Regions from separate parts of the Mus musculus genome. Here region 2 is linked to region 1. Evidence: chromatin contacts called from public promoter capture Hi-C data. All regions are on one chromosome and are shown on one strand. The core of a region is the stretch at or near the end of the contact, and the rest is flanking DNA. Distances in the headings are between cores, read along the strand shown.

Region 1 (7,004 bases), core at 826-3,325:
CCCAAAAGTCTTAGAACTTCTCAACCATAGTCACCTCCCATATATTATTAATGGCATGAAGAAGCTCATGCCTATAGGTTAAACTGTTAGTGCCAGGTAGACAGCTGTAGTTCTCAATTCCCCCAAGACACCTAGGTGTCACTTCCTCTATTTCCTGCAATTCGGGAATATTAATAACATAAAGTATGTATATGCTAGGTATAGTGGTCCATACCTGTCATCCTAGTACTCAGGAGGTGGTGTAGGAGTATTTCTTGAAACAAGCCTGGGCTACAGAATGAGATGCAGTCTCAAAAAACAGAAACCAAACCAAACCAAAAGCAAACATGAAGGATCATGAAATGAAAGCCAGTCTGACTCTGCCCAATTCTAACTCCTAGATGTTCCCTTAGAGCAAGCAACATGAACACACACACACTCACAAAGTGTCTCTTGGGTGCCCTCTTGCTGCTACTAGGGCTCTTCCGCAGGACTGAAATGGAGTCATACTCTATGAACAAATAGAGAAGGGAAAAGAAAAGGCCAGGGCACAGAAAAGGGAAGTTATTCCAATGGTGGCCAATGAGTAATATCCAGTGATTTATAGGAAATATAATCCAATAATATAGTAAAATAAAACAGTGTGCCTGAGATGGTTTTGATTTCAAAAATTATAAATCATATTTTTAAAAAGAGTGGGGGCACCGAGTGGAAGTCCAGATTGGAATAAATTGGGCACAGATGGGGGATGCAAAGAGGTTTCCATGATGCCCTACCACAAATGTTGCTTCAGTTACTTGTCCTCGAGAAACTAGTTTTATTTCCTTAAGTTACATTTTTTTTTTAAATTAAAGTTCTTGAAGTACTTGTGGTTAAATTCAACAATTTACCTTTTAGCTTCTTACCAGCTACCCAAATGGCTACTGAAGTATTAAATACTGAGATACAGGAAGAAGGCCTTTTCTCCTTTTAGGCTCTGAATGCTACAGACATTGTGACATCACTCGAGGAACCAGCCATTTAGCTACCAACTTTGAAGATTAGCCAAGCAAGGCACACAGCTTTCCTAGAGCCATGGCCTTCAACTTCTTGCATTCAACATACATGCATTCAATAAATACCTGTGTCTAATGAATACCAGCCTAAGGACCCCCAAATATCCCATCCTGACCTCAAATGTAGCTGTCTCCAATCATCTCGTAGAGAGTGCTAGGATTCCAAGCTGACTCTAATACCACAGGGGTAGGATCTTGCATAGGGCTCATGATCAAGGAAGTTAGTATCTCCAAAACCTAATGCAGGGGAGGACACCATTCTCTCTACCACAGTTTTGCCCCCCTACTTTGTCTCCTACCATATCCAAAGCTTGTAAATATTTCAAGTCTACAATAAAAGCTTATTTAAAAAGTAAATACCATAAAATGTTAGCAAGCACATTATGTATACCCTGGCCTACTGTAGTAGAAGGTAGTTCTTGAAAAGGGAACACAAAACACAAGAATGACCTATGATAGTACTGCAGGACTGGGGGCCATCAGCAAAGAACACACTTTTTAAGGAAGCTCTGTTGCTCTCCAAATCATAATTCTGACCCCACATCTATGGAAATGGCTCTGACAAGGACAAAGGATCTAACATCTTTCTGGGCTACAAGATCACCTCTGCTTCAGGCTGGAATGCTCTTCTCCAGAGAATCCAGGAACTGACATATGTAAACACCCACCCAGAAGGACATATCCAAGAGGGAATGGAAAGAAAAATGATGGTCCAGATGTTCTGTAACTTGCAATGACTGCCAAATCACCGTGGACCCAAAGCACCTGGGAGGCCAGGCTGTGTCAGGCCTTACTTCCTGGTTTCAGACAGCCAGGGTCCTGTGGCTAGGTGGTGACTGTGACAGCCTGCAGACTAGATGGGAGAGAACCCGTTAGAAGGGCACCAGCTGACAGAACTTGGGGGCTGAACACACAGAGCTTGATTTATCACTTCCTTACTCATAAAAATGTGATTCAAAGTGCTGCTGATTAGTGAAGGACTTAAATCGTTACCCTCTCCCCAGCCCTCTTCTCTCTCCACCCCCGGCACAGATGCTGCTACTCAGCCACAACACCCCCTTCTTGCCACTGTCCGTGCAAGCACAGCACAGGGGCCCAGAGAAGATGACTCATGTGCTGGGAAATGGAAAAGTGCATCTTCCCACCAACCAGCCCTGCTGAGTGCTCTGTTCACCCCTATCCCAATGGCAGCCCACACAGTGGGGTCTGGATGGCCGCCTCAGCTGCACACCGGGTACTTGGCAGCACGTCCGCAGAGCTCTGTGTCCCAGTTGAGTGTTATATCCTGTGGCCTGGGTTGTTTTTCCCTGAACCACCCTTGGAGCCTGTGACCACCTCAGCTCAGGCTCCTCTTGCCTCATGGAGGTGAGAGCCAGGGCAAGGGCAGTACAGGGAGTGGGGCTATAGGCCTTTACTTGTCATTCCTGACTAGAGGATCCACCTCATGACCAACTACAGAAAAGTGCTACAAAAGTATCTTGGCCTCAAATACGCAAGAGTCCTCTATCCTTTATCTTCCTTTCACCCATATTTTCTTTCTTTTTTTCTTTTATTGGATATTTTCTTTATTTATATTTCAAATTTTACCCCCTTCCTAGGTCTCCCCCTGCCCCCTAGAAATCTCCTATCCCATTCTCTCTCCCCCCTGCCTCTATAAGGGTGCTCCCCTACCCACCCACCAACTCCCACCTTTCCGCCCTGGCATTCCCCTACACTGGGATATCGAACCCCCTCAGGCCCAAGGGCTGTTCCTCCCACTGATATCAAACACCCTTATTTTCTTAACCTTTACTTAACAGCTACAAGAAAAAGACTCACTGGTGGTCTATGAAAGTCTAGGGTACTCCTTTCCACCAAAAGTGTTGAAACCAGGTTCTTTATATTCACATCTATAGAGACCATATGTCAGTTGTTGCTGAACTGTGTGTCCCAGCTCTCCAGCTCACACGGCAGTGGTGGCTTGGGTAGGAAAGCAGAAAATGAATACAGGGGCAACTGGAGGCCCTACTTACAGAGCCCATTGAGCAGACAGTGTTACTATGTAGTTCTGGCTAGTCAGGAACTCGATAAGTAGACCAAAATTAAAGGCATGTGCCACCACACCCTGAGAGCTTCATTCTTGGTAGCAAAATTTCCCTCCCTTTAGGACTGCACAGCCTCACTAGGGCAGCATTTTACAAACTTATTTATTTCCTTCTCCTTAGAAATCAGTGCTGTCCCTTAAGGCTCCAGGCCTCTGGCAACCCCACCTCAGCAAACAGCCACCTCAGCAAAAAATTGGCTAAGTTGTGAAGGCTCCTAAGCCTCTGTATCTTGCCCATTGCTGAACATTTTGGATGCTGTATAAGTCAACCTGATGAGGAAATGTCTTCCAGGACTGATATGATTGAAAACCCAGGCAGACCAGCTAAGAAGCTCCTCAAATCCCAAGAGAAGCCCTGTCCATAGGGAAAGTTCGGCAGGCTCACTCATTACGGAAGTTCCCTAGCAGCAGCAAGTTGAACATAGATCCTAATATGGACAGGAAGGGAAGCAGATCAAGTGCAGGTGAGAGGAGAAATTTCTGAGAAAAGGTGAACTGAAGAGCCAGTGGCACTGTCCAGAGACATTACATCTGCTTTGTGACACAGTCTCCATGGGGCAATTCCTACTTCCTGGCACTGCAGATAAGAATCTGAGCAAACATTCCCTGTTGATGCTCTGGAATGACTCCTTGGCAACATGGTGTAAAGAAACACAAAATAATGTCACTCAGACTACATATTTCTACCAAGTCAAACCACATCAGCCTTACCTAAGTGAGGAAGAGGGAGGGGAAGGGATCCTAGAAACATCCTTCAAATGCAGCATGGTCATCAGAACATTTTAAAATTCTGCCAATCTGCCCTTCCCTCCTGGCCTCCCGCCTCATACGGGGGTGTGGGGAGAAGTGTTCAGAAAAACACTTCAGAACGCATACCAGTACACTGGCCAGATTCTGGGCCTGGTGGGTTTTGTGCTTCCAGATTTGAGTCACCAAAGCTCATCAATTCTCTGTTCTTACTCTCTGGCAGGGTCCCATAAGGGATATCCCATAGGGAACTAGACTTTTCCATATTGAACAAACAGGGTACACGAGTCCAGAAACAGCAATGCCTAATCCCTGCCAAGCATACGGTCTCTGGAATGAAACATTTCAGCAATGCCTCTCTCTTGGGAGAAGTCCTGGGTATGCAGCCTCTAAGAGGCCTTGCTGCTGCCATTAGCATAGCCAGATGTGCAAAAGCATCTCTGGATTTTTAAATTAAACTTTATATTTACAAATCTCTCCTTAATATCCCAACCAAGCACTATAGAGTCTTACAGAATTTAGAGACTAAAATAAAGATCTAAGAAGCAATAGAAGGGAGAGGTGTGTGTGTGTGTGTGTGTGTTGTGTGTTGTGTGTTGTGTGTCTGTGTGTGTGGAGATGGGGTTAGTGATAAGGTAGCAAAGATACTAAATTCAACTCTGTCTAGATGGAGAAATTAGATTTCCCTTACCTTTCAACTGGGAGTTATGCACGGCAAACATGTTGATGGTCATAAGCTGCAGCATACGGGTACTTCCAATAGGAGATGGGCTATGCTGCAGCAATACTTGGAACTCCTTAAGGACCTTCTCAGCCACTGCAGGGAATGTCTCCATCCTACAAATATGGGGATTCCATTATTGAGGCACATTCTTAAAGGCACTCAGAAGAACAATTCCCCTCTCCCAAGCACACAACTAATACCTAGGAAGTTTCTTTCCTACTTATTCCACAGTTTTGCACATATAGAAGAAAAAAGAAAAATATTCAAAGCTTAGAGATAAAAACAACTCAATTACTGGATAAATAGCTGTTGTAAGTTATTATACTTTATTTAGCAGGCTATTTCTTAGCACAGCCCACCCCCCATATTAAATGGATTCAAACTGATAAGAGTTTCTGTTTGAAACAGATTTTCTAGACAGTGAGAATATTTCCTTTAAATTTTAGTACCTACACCATCCCTAAGTCTCCTTTATGAAAACTGTGCTCCGTAAAAGGAATCTAATCACAAAAAAACTTTCTTTACTTAAAGAATTACTTCAGAAACAAGACATGGTAGATCATGCCTGTAAACCCAGCACTTGAATGGCTGAGGCAGGAGGATCTCAAGTTCAATTAGCCAAAGATACACAGCAATAGCTTGTCTAAAATTTAAAAACAAAAAGAACGAAAAGGAAAGAGCAATGCTCTGCCTTCTTAGGCACTATCACACTCACTGCCTACCCATGGGTCCCAAACTCTCCCTTGAAGGACGCCTAACCTAGGGTTCCCAATGGTCTGTTTCTAGCCTTTCCTGGGCTGCTCTCCTCCCTTTCACAAGCCTCTGCTCATCGGGTCTGTATGTTTTCAGACCAGTGGAAATACAATGCCCTGGCCAACTGCCACTCCCAATACAGGAAGAGCCTGTAATGTAGGGAGGCAGAAATCCAGCCAGTGACCTAGGGCTTCTAAGGAGAGGTCATTCAAACCAGTGCTTGCCAAATGTGGCCACTGGATCCTAAACAGTGGTGCATGCCTGGAGCTCCTTTGGCAACAAGGAGTAAACCACAGCTGAAATCCTCTGAAATAAAAAGCAAACTCAAACTTGGTGCTACAGAGAGAAACCAGGCACACAGGCCTTAGGGCTATGCTGAACAATTCGTGGTCAGCAAAATATCTTTTACCACCCCCCACCCTACCCCATCAAATTGCTTGTGGTACTCTGAGGGGTGCAGTGGGGAACAGCTCTAGGCTGGATTAATAAATAGCTTCTGGAAAGTCAAGGCAGACAATCCTTCTCAAATCCTGGGAAAAGGTGGTGTGAGTTTTGCTCCAACCTTAATCTTTATCGTTAAATAGCATCCTTCCCTGATAAGAAAACCTCAGAGCTTTATCAAACCTTGGCAATCTTTATACCTTTCCTTTGGATGGTAACTTGTACTGCTGACCCTCTGGTGCCCAGAAGTCATGGCTCAGCTACAAGCCAATCACAGTTTACTCTAGTCTGCCTCTGCTTAAGTGTCCTCATTTTTACTGGCCCAAAACATGCCATGCGTTTACTTTCCGAGACCCCTATGCCATTTTAAGTGCCTGCCCCAAATCAAAACAAAGCAAAACAAAACAAAGCAAAAATTGTTTCCCTCTAAAAATCTTCAGAGCTGCTAAAACTCTTGATAGACTAGGAATGGCAGGGAGTGATGTTTGTGGCTGGATTGGATCCATTTTTCCCCGTGGGCTCTAACAAAGGTTTCATTTTCAATCCTGACACTGTGCAGCACTCTCTCTAGATGGAGGTGGGGAGGGGGCGAGTACTTCTCATTACAAGAAGAGCAGAGTTCACTCTGCAAGAAAAGCAGCCATGCTGGGCAAGTTTCAGAGCCATGTGTCTCCGTGTTGAAAGGCAGTAAAGCGCCAGCACAGAATGACAGGACAGAAGTGTCACATGGGACATGTGTCTGAGGAAGCCTCTTCCCCGGGGTAGGAACTGAAACAGATCCATTAACACTCCATGGTCAGACTAAAGTCTCAAATGAGCACAAGTCAAATGCTCATTCTTTTTTTCAGAAACTTAAAACAACCCCCCCCCCAAAAAAAGCTTCCTTGGGTTAGCACAACATAATTAAAGAATCAATGGTTAAGAATGTAGATTAGCCTCACACATCAAATCTAAGAGAATATGGCTCATTCCTAGAACTCAGGAGGCATAGGCAGGCAGATCTCTGTGAGTTTGAGGCTGGTCTTATCTACAGAACAAGTTCTAGCCCAGCCAGGGCCACTGAAGGAGACTCTGTCTTAAAAAGAGAAACTGACAATCTGTTGGGTGGTAGTAGAGGAGAGTTAGACAAAATCAAGTGTTCTTAAGCAACAAATGGAAAAAGTACAGTTAAAAGTCACCTTTGCAAAGGAAGGAAGATAAATCTGTGAGTTTGAGGCCAGCA
Region 2 (6,898 bases), core at 1,281-3,780, 270 kb before region 1:
TCCAACCTCCCTGCTTGGCTTGCACCCTCTCTTCCAGGAAGGCCATTCTTGCCAGAACCTTTCCCAACGGTCCCCTGGGAAAGCCTGGACTCTAGGTTCAAGGACATTCATGATGCTTGCCCCACATTTTATGCTGGATGAGACACAGCAGAGCCTTCTTCACTGGGGGGTCCTGTGAAAATGAAAGCTTTTCTTCCCCGGCCTGCAGCTGCAGGCAGGTAGGGGTTGCAGTGGGCTTATCACTAATACCATTCGACATTTGTACAGCTCATCGGAGTTTACAGAGGGCTTTTGTTGTACCCTCAACTTCCCCTGTGTTCTCCCACCTACTGTGGCTGCTCTGTCTCTGTGCACCCCAAAAGAATCTGGAAGTCCCTTGGGGAGATTACCCCCCTTACATAGGGGCCTCCAAGGAATACAGGCTACAGCTCTATTTAGGAAAAAAAAAATCAAACTGAACCAAACCTCAGGTGTGGACTTAGTAACCAGTTTATAAACATACCGTGGCAAGTGGAGGAGGCAGGCGGCAGAACGGCATGAAGGTAGGACTGGGGTTTTCCCTCTAAAAGGGCAATGGGGGGACAAAGGGACTCTAGCCAAGACCTGATGCAGAACCAGGCTCAGTTCCCCTGTTATCTCAAGGCTATCATCACTAGGAGGCCTAAGGCAATGGACCACAAGGACCTTGTCCTTGTAGGACAGTCACTTCCTGCAGTGAAGTGCTCTTCTGGAAGCATACTAATAGGATGTAGGCTCAGGACAGCTGGTCTCTGTCCTTTAGTATTTTTCCACATGCCAGGGATGTTAACCTTCCAAGCCTCCATCTCTTCTAATGGGGGGGGGGTGTTGAGGGGCTCAGCCACTCTGCATCCATGTCTTTGAAAGCCAGTGGTATTACTCCAGGACCCTGAGCAAGCTGTCCTAGTCAGCCCTGGCCACTTCTGGACTCCTTGCCTGAGTCAGTAGGTGCCAATCCTAGGATTGTCACCAGCAGGTTTCTTCCTAGGGAGGCAAGCACTGTATCACCATGGCGCCTTCTATGCCCCCTCTATGAGGCCCTTGGGAGCCCCGCCCCACTGATTGCCTGATTAATGTACCAACAATGAGGATGGAGCCTTTGCCATGCATTTTAACATTGCAAATTAGCAGGAATCCAAGTCTCTGTGGAGGGGCCCTGCACCTCTTCTGCCAGACTCATCAAGCGCCTCTTGGGCAGGGCTGCCTTCTACTTGAGGGGGCGGAAGGGAGAAGACCCAGTTCCACTCTCCTTCCCCTCCAGGAGGTGCCCTTCATCGTGTTCTGCTTCGTTACTCTCAAGCCTCCGGCCTCCCACGCACGTGAGCTCCCAAGGGGCTCTACAGCCTCCGTCATTCCTTCTTCCATTCATACTTGCCCCCTAGTCTAGGAGAGCCATGGAAGACAGTGTGGGAAGGGCTTGACAATGAGCATCATGCCCCATTTGCATATGCGGTGGCAATACCCTGGTGGGTACCAGGAGAGTATAGGGGAAATTAAGAGAGGGGCCTAAGGAAAGCCTCTGCTATCCCTGGGCTACCAGTCAGCATTGCTTGGTCACTGATCCCCTCTGTAACACCAGCCCTTCTGCAACCTGCCAGAGTTTTTGACCTTTGAACTAGGGCTGAGAAGGGTCTGCTCTGTTCAGCTGCCTTGGCTGGGAGGGGAATCTGCTCAGACCTCAGCACACACTCAACAGAAGGCATGCAAGCAAGGGAGCTAGCAGTGGCCTTGGGTCAGCTGGCAAGCCCCAAACTCTTCCTGCCAAGCTGAGCATGAAAAGCCACCTCACCATGGTCCCATGGGACCAGACCTGGTAGGATAGGTGGCAAGGCTAAGGCAGCGGAATAGCATGTGCAAAGGCACTGGGGTGGGAAAGGGCCTGTGCTTCTCACCCCCTCTAATGGTGCAGAGCCTCCAAGGAATACTGTAACCTCAGCTCAGCTGGGCTCGGGTGGCCAGAGAGCTTGGCACCAGAACCAGCATCAACAGGGCCTGTCTGCTAAACCCAGACCTCACAAGCCAGTTTAGTAGGGGCCCTGTAGCACCCTGGCCACCAGAACTAACGAGGAAGATCTGACGCTGGGAATATGTCTTTAATGAAAAGCCCTTCCGGAAGCCACATTTGCACAGAAGAAAATGAGGTGCCCAGAGCATCAGTGGCTGGTTGCAGCTGGAGAACACAGCAGGGGGACAGGTCCTACCAAGCTACCCTGCCTTCAGGCTGGGGCTCTAGCCAGCTCCCTGATGCCTGGAGTAGGTAGAGCAGCCTCGAATAGGGCTGGTCAGCTTTCTCAGGCTCCAAAGTGTCAGGACAGCTGCTGCAGCTTAGCACCCAAGGGGCTGCCCCTCTACCCCTAAGTAGAGGCATCCCCATGGCCCCTGGGCAGGTCAGTGGGTCTCTCTGAAGCTTTGTAGGCTGCTTCTTGGCCATGTAGCCAATCTCTCTGGCCTTCAGTCCTCCCTCCCTGCCCCCAGCCTGGCCAGCTGCTCTTCTCTGAGCAATCGATGTTAACCGAATGCTCTCTTGCTGTGGGGATGGCGGCCTCAGGCCAGGCCAGCTGCACTCCTGGGGCTGCTGGCGCCTCAGGCCACTTGGCACTTGTGCCACTTGTGTTCTAAACACAGGCTCCTTCCTGGCTCGGCCCTGAAGACAAGAAAGCTGGCCAGGGAACAGCTGGGCTCCCATCTCAGCCTCCACTGCTGTGCAGAGCGGCCGGCAGCCTCCTATCCATGGCTGTGAGTAGAACAGGGCTGTGGAGCCAGAGGCCTAAGTTGAATCCTGGCTGCTCCTTTTAATGCTTGCAGGAGCCTCGTTTTCCTCACCTGCAAAATGGGGCAGTCATTGGAAGCTCAGCCAGTCCTCCAGCCCACAGATACTGGTACCCACCTGCCCTTCCCACATCTCCATCTGTCTAACTGAAACCATCCAAACCAAGCTCTTCTCTTCCTCTCCGGCCTCCTCCGTTCACAACTTCTCCATCTTGGGTAAAGATGGTCCCTTTACATCAGCTGCCTGGGAGGAACACCTCAGAATCACCGTGGCTCACTCTGGGGAAATTCTGCTGGCTAGATTTTAGAATGTATCCAGTATCTATCCACTTATCATACTCGCTATTGCTACCATTCACCCAGTAGCCTCCTGGATGCCCTCCCCCCCCCCCCGCAAGCCCTGCCTCCTCACCCCTACACCTCCTTCAACAGGAACTAGGGTAGTCCAGGGAAAGTGAGTCAGGAAGGGCTGCTCCTTAGTCTGCATCCTCCAGAGTGCCCATCTAACTAGAAGCTGCCCCAGGTCTTTCTCCCAGCCCAGAGGCCCTGCCTCTCCCTGGCTACACAGACCTTGCTGCCGTCCCTCCCACATGCCAGCCCTCAGCCTCCCTCCTGCCTTTGTCCATGCTGTTCCATCTACCTGGACCGGTTCCCAGTGTGTCTGCAGGGCTGCTTCCCAGAGAAGCCACTCTTGAGCAGCGATTTGCAAGGAGCTTCTTTCCTGGGACATTTTACTCTACAGCACGCGACCTCTTGGACAGCACGACATAAGTCACTTGTTTCCTTTATGTCCGCTGCCACTTTGTTCTGATGAGTGTGCTCCCTGCACACAGTAGGTGCTCATTAACAGTTCTGGGGGAGGGAATTACCTTCTCAAGTCTCTGGAGAATTGAATGATGACACTCAGGAAGCCCTAGGCTCAAGCCTGGGGCCTGGATCATAGTAGGTGCTCGATAAATGTTGGTTGTAATTAGTCCTGGGAGACTCAGAGCCTTCAGGAGAACAGACACCTGAACTTGGCTCACATCAAGACTCCTTAGGCCCATCAAGGAAGTGACCGTTTGTTGGATGAGCACTCTGAGAAGGACCCAATACCAGTCCTTTCCTGGGCAAGGGGAAATAGACTGGGACTGGGGAGTTTCCCAAGGTATGGGATTTTCAGCACTAAACTGGAATAATGCTAAAGAAAAAAAAAAGTTAGTCACTCTAAAAGGGGCCAGGACCAAAACCTTTCAAACAGAAATGTCTGGGTTTATGAAGAGAGGAAGCCAGATATGGTGGGGCACATCTTTAATCCAGGTGCTTGGGAGGCAAAGACAGATGGAGCTCTGTGAGTTTGAGGCCAGCCTATTCTACAAAGTGAGTTCTAGGACAGCCAAGGCTACATAGAGAAACCCACTTGACTTGCCACCCAAATTAAAAATCTTAGTGGGGGAGCAGTCAAGGAGGAAACACACACACACACACACACACACACACACACACACACGTTAGTATAATATCATACTATGGCTCTGTGCCTGCAGTCCAGGAATGAGGGCTGAACTCAGAGTGTTAGTGTGTGCTAGTGGATATTTGAGCTCTGTATTTATGTGCATGTCTGTGTAGATGTGTACCTGAGGTGTTTATGTGTACACAGGTGTTGGCCTGTTGCATATGGATGGAGACATGGTTGTGTTTGCTAGGCATTTGCATGTGTCTGAGTTCATGCACATAAACTCACATCTACCTCTGGAGACTGAGAGTGACAACCCAGGGCCCTTTTATCCTGCAGCACCCCAGGCCCAGCACCCCGACCCAGCATCCCAGGCCCAGCACTCCAGACCCAGCACCCCAGGCCCAGCATCCCACGCCCAGCATCCCAGGCCCAGCACCCCAGACCCAGCATCCCAGGCCCAGCACCCCAGACCCAGCACCCCAGGCCCAGCATCCCAGGCCCAGCACCCCGACCCAGCATCCCAGGCCCAGCACCCCAGGTCCAAGCACTCAATGCCCAGCACCCCGACCCAGCATCCCAGGCCCAGCACCCCAGGCCCAGCATCCAAGGCCCAGCATCCCAGGGACAGCACCCCAGGCCCAGCATCCCAGGCCCAGCATCCCAGGGACAGCACCCCAGGCCCAGCATCCCAGGTCCAGCATCCCAGGGACAGCACCCCAGGCCCAGTATCCCAGGGACAGCACCCCAGGCCCAGTATCCCAGGGACAGCACCCCAGGCCCAGTATCCCAGGGACAGCACCCCAGGCACAGTATCCCACATGGAGGCAGCACATACTGAAGATAGGGAATGTCTCTGAGGCCTCTTATCTTGGTCCTTACCCTCATTGCTTTCAGCACCTGCTCTCCTCACACTCGGAATCAAACACCCTGTGCAGGTTCTCCCAGTACCAGGATTCCCCTCAGCTGAGGAATGGGTAGCTACCATTTTGGCTTTTGTCTGTCTGGGGTTGGCAGCCCCATGCTAATTGGACTGACAGTTTCTCCTGAGAGCAATTTGGGCAGCACATCCTGCCCATTAGGCCTAACCTTGCCTGCAGGGGTGTGCTGTAGGGGCAGGGATGGAGCCTACCCTGTATAGCTCTGTATTGAGGCACTCCCCCAAGCTATGACCCATGCCAGTGGGAGTCATTTCACCTAGGCAACTCCAGATGGGCACAAAAATCTCTCCAATAAGGGTAGGTATGGGAATAGGTAAGGAGAGCATAGTGAGCCTGGCTGGGCACCTGAGACCTGAGCAGCCTGCACGGGAGATTGTGTCACTGTGGTTCCAGACTGCCAAGACATCTTGGCTTTCACCCCAACTCAGGATGGTCCAGAATCCAGAGCTCTTAAGAGAGCAGATGCTGAGAGGCACTTAACCCAGGGCTAAGACCCTTCCTTGGACGGTTTCTTGGCTTTCTACTCTGTCCTCTGTCCCAGTCTGTCATCCCCATCTGTGCCTAACAGCTCTCTGTGGAAAACATGAGGCGTATGAGCTCTCTACTTCTCCCAGCATCCCATGCCCGCACCCCAGCTCACTGTGTGCCCTCATGTTACTCAAATCTTCTGCTAGGTTTGAGGGCCCCAGGTTGAGGCTGTGGGTTTCCCTCCATCTGTCCCTCCCTTTTACCACCACCACTAATCCTCTTCCTCCTCTTCCTCCTCTTCCTCCTCCTCCTCTTCCTCCTCCTCCTCTTCCTCCTCCTCCTCCTCCTCCTCCTCTTTTTAACAGAACCTCATGTAGCCAGGAAAGGCCCTAAGCTTTGGGACTCCTGATCCTCCTGCCACCACGTTCTGGAATACAGGCATGTGCTGCCACGCCCTGCAAACAGGGATGCAGGTTTCTGAGCATCCATCCTTCCCAGGAGCTTTTCCAGACTTGCCTCCAGCCTAGGAGCCTTGTGAAGCCAACTGCCACTCCCCACAAACGATAGCAAATTGAGTGCACCTGGAACCTGATGGGTAAGTGCCACTATGCTGGGTGTGTGTGGCAGGGCAGGGGACCTTTGAAGGGATGACAACTATCTATGGAGATGCCTGTATGGGGAGGTTGAGGGACATGAAGGAGAGGGTGCTGTGAGGGGGGATGCTGCCAACCTGAGCAGCCAATGAAAGGAGAAGCAGCAGCTCTCTGCCAGCAGCCCTTGTTTCCAGCTCCACAGAACCACCCATCCATCCCTGGCTGTCAGTGAATGGCATTCAGGACTGATACCCAGGCTATGAGTGTAGCCTCTACCTGCTGATCACCCCGGTTCTGCACCTGTCCCTCCACTCCCCTCCATTTTAGGGAGAGGGTGGGCTCATGGTTATCTTGGCAACATTAGGAGACACAGCTCCTTCACTCATGGCTCCTTCATTATGGGAAGAGGGAGTAGAACACAAAGAACCAGGCCTGCATAGAAGACCAAGTGTAAGTCTTAGAAGCCCAAAGGTTTGGATGAAAGAGTGGGGAGGGAGGGTATGGGGGGACTGGCTCATGCTTTTTTTTTTTTCCTTTTAATTTAATTTTATTTATTTATTTATTTATTTTAATATTTTTATTACATATTTTCCTCAATTACATTTCCAATGCTATCCCAAAAGTCCCCCATACCCTCCCCCCCACTTCCCTACCCACCCATTCCCATTTTTTTG

The links. Capture Hi-C pulls out chosen DNA fragments and counts their contacts.
Region 2: a contact with region 1 is called in a promoter capture Hi-C map of adipose tissue. The contact joins two enhancer-like sites. A contact is called at or near these places in 1 of 15 datasets of contacts at CTCF or cohesin (CD8 T cells) and 2 of 9 other capture datasets (adipose tissue and liver).

What each region holds. Positions count from the first base shown.
Region 1 is chr11:74,987,767-74,994,770 of GRCm38.p6, reverse strand. Smg6 (Smg-6 homolog, nonsense mediated mRNA decay factor (C. elegans)) reads right to left here. Exons shown (of 19, transcript NM_001002764.2): 10 at 4,556-4,701. Among named protein-coding and RNA genes, the nearest start is that of Srr, 65 kb to the right of the region's middle. Within about 2 kb of position 2,075, at least 76 of the 459 cell types and tissues checked have an H3K27ac peak or open chromatin away from gene starts, as enhancers often do. A contact at or near this core is called in adipose tissue, where this site is marked.
Region 2 is chr11:75,256,098-75,262,995 of GRCm38.p6, reverse strand. All of the region lies in intron 1 of Rtn4rl1 (reticulon 4 receptor-like 1), which reads right to left. Gm35117 (a long non-coding RNA gene) reads left to right here. Exons shown (of 4, transcript XR_001780267.2): 2 at 5,997-6,226. Among named protein-coding and RNA genes, the nearest start is that of Gm35169, 13 kb to the right of the region's middle. Within about 2 kb of position 2,530, at least 52 of the 459 cell types and tissues checked have an H3K27ac peak or open chromatin away from gene starts, as enhancers often do. A contact at or near this core is called in adipose tissue, where this site is marked.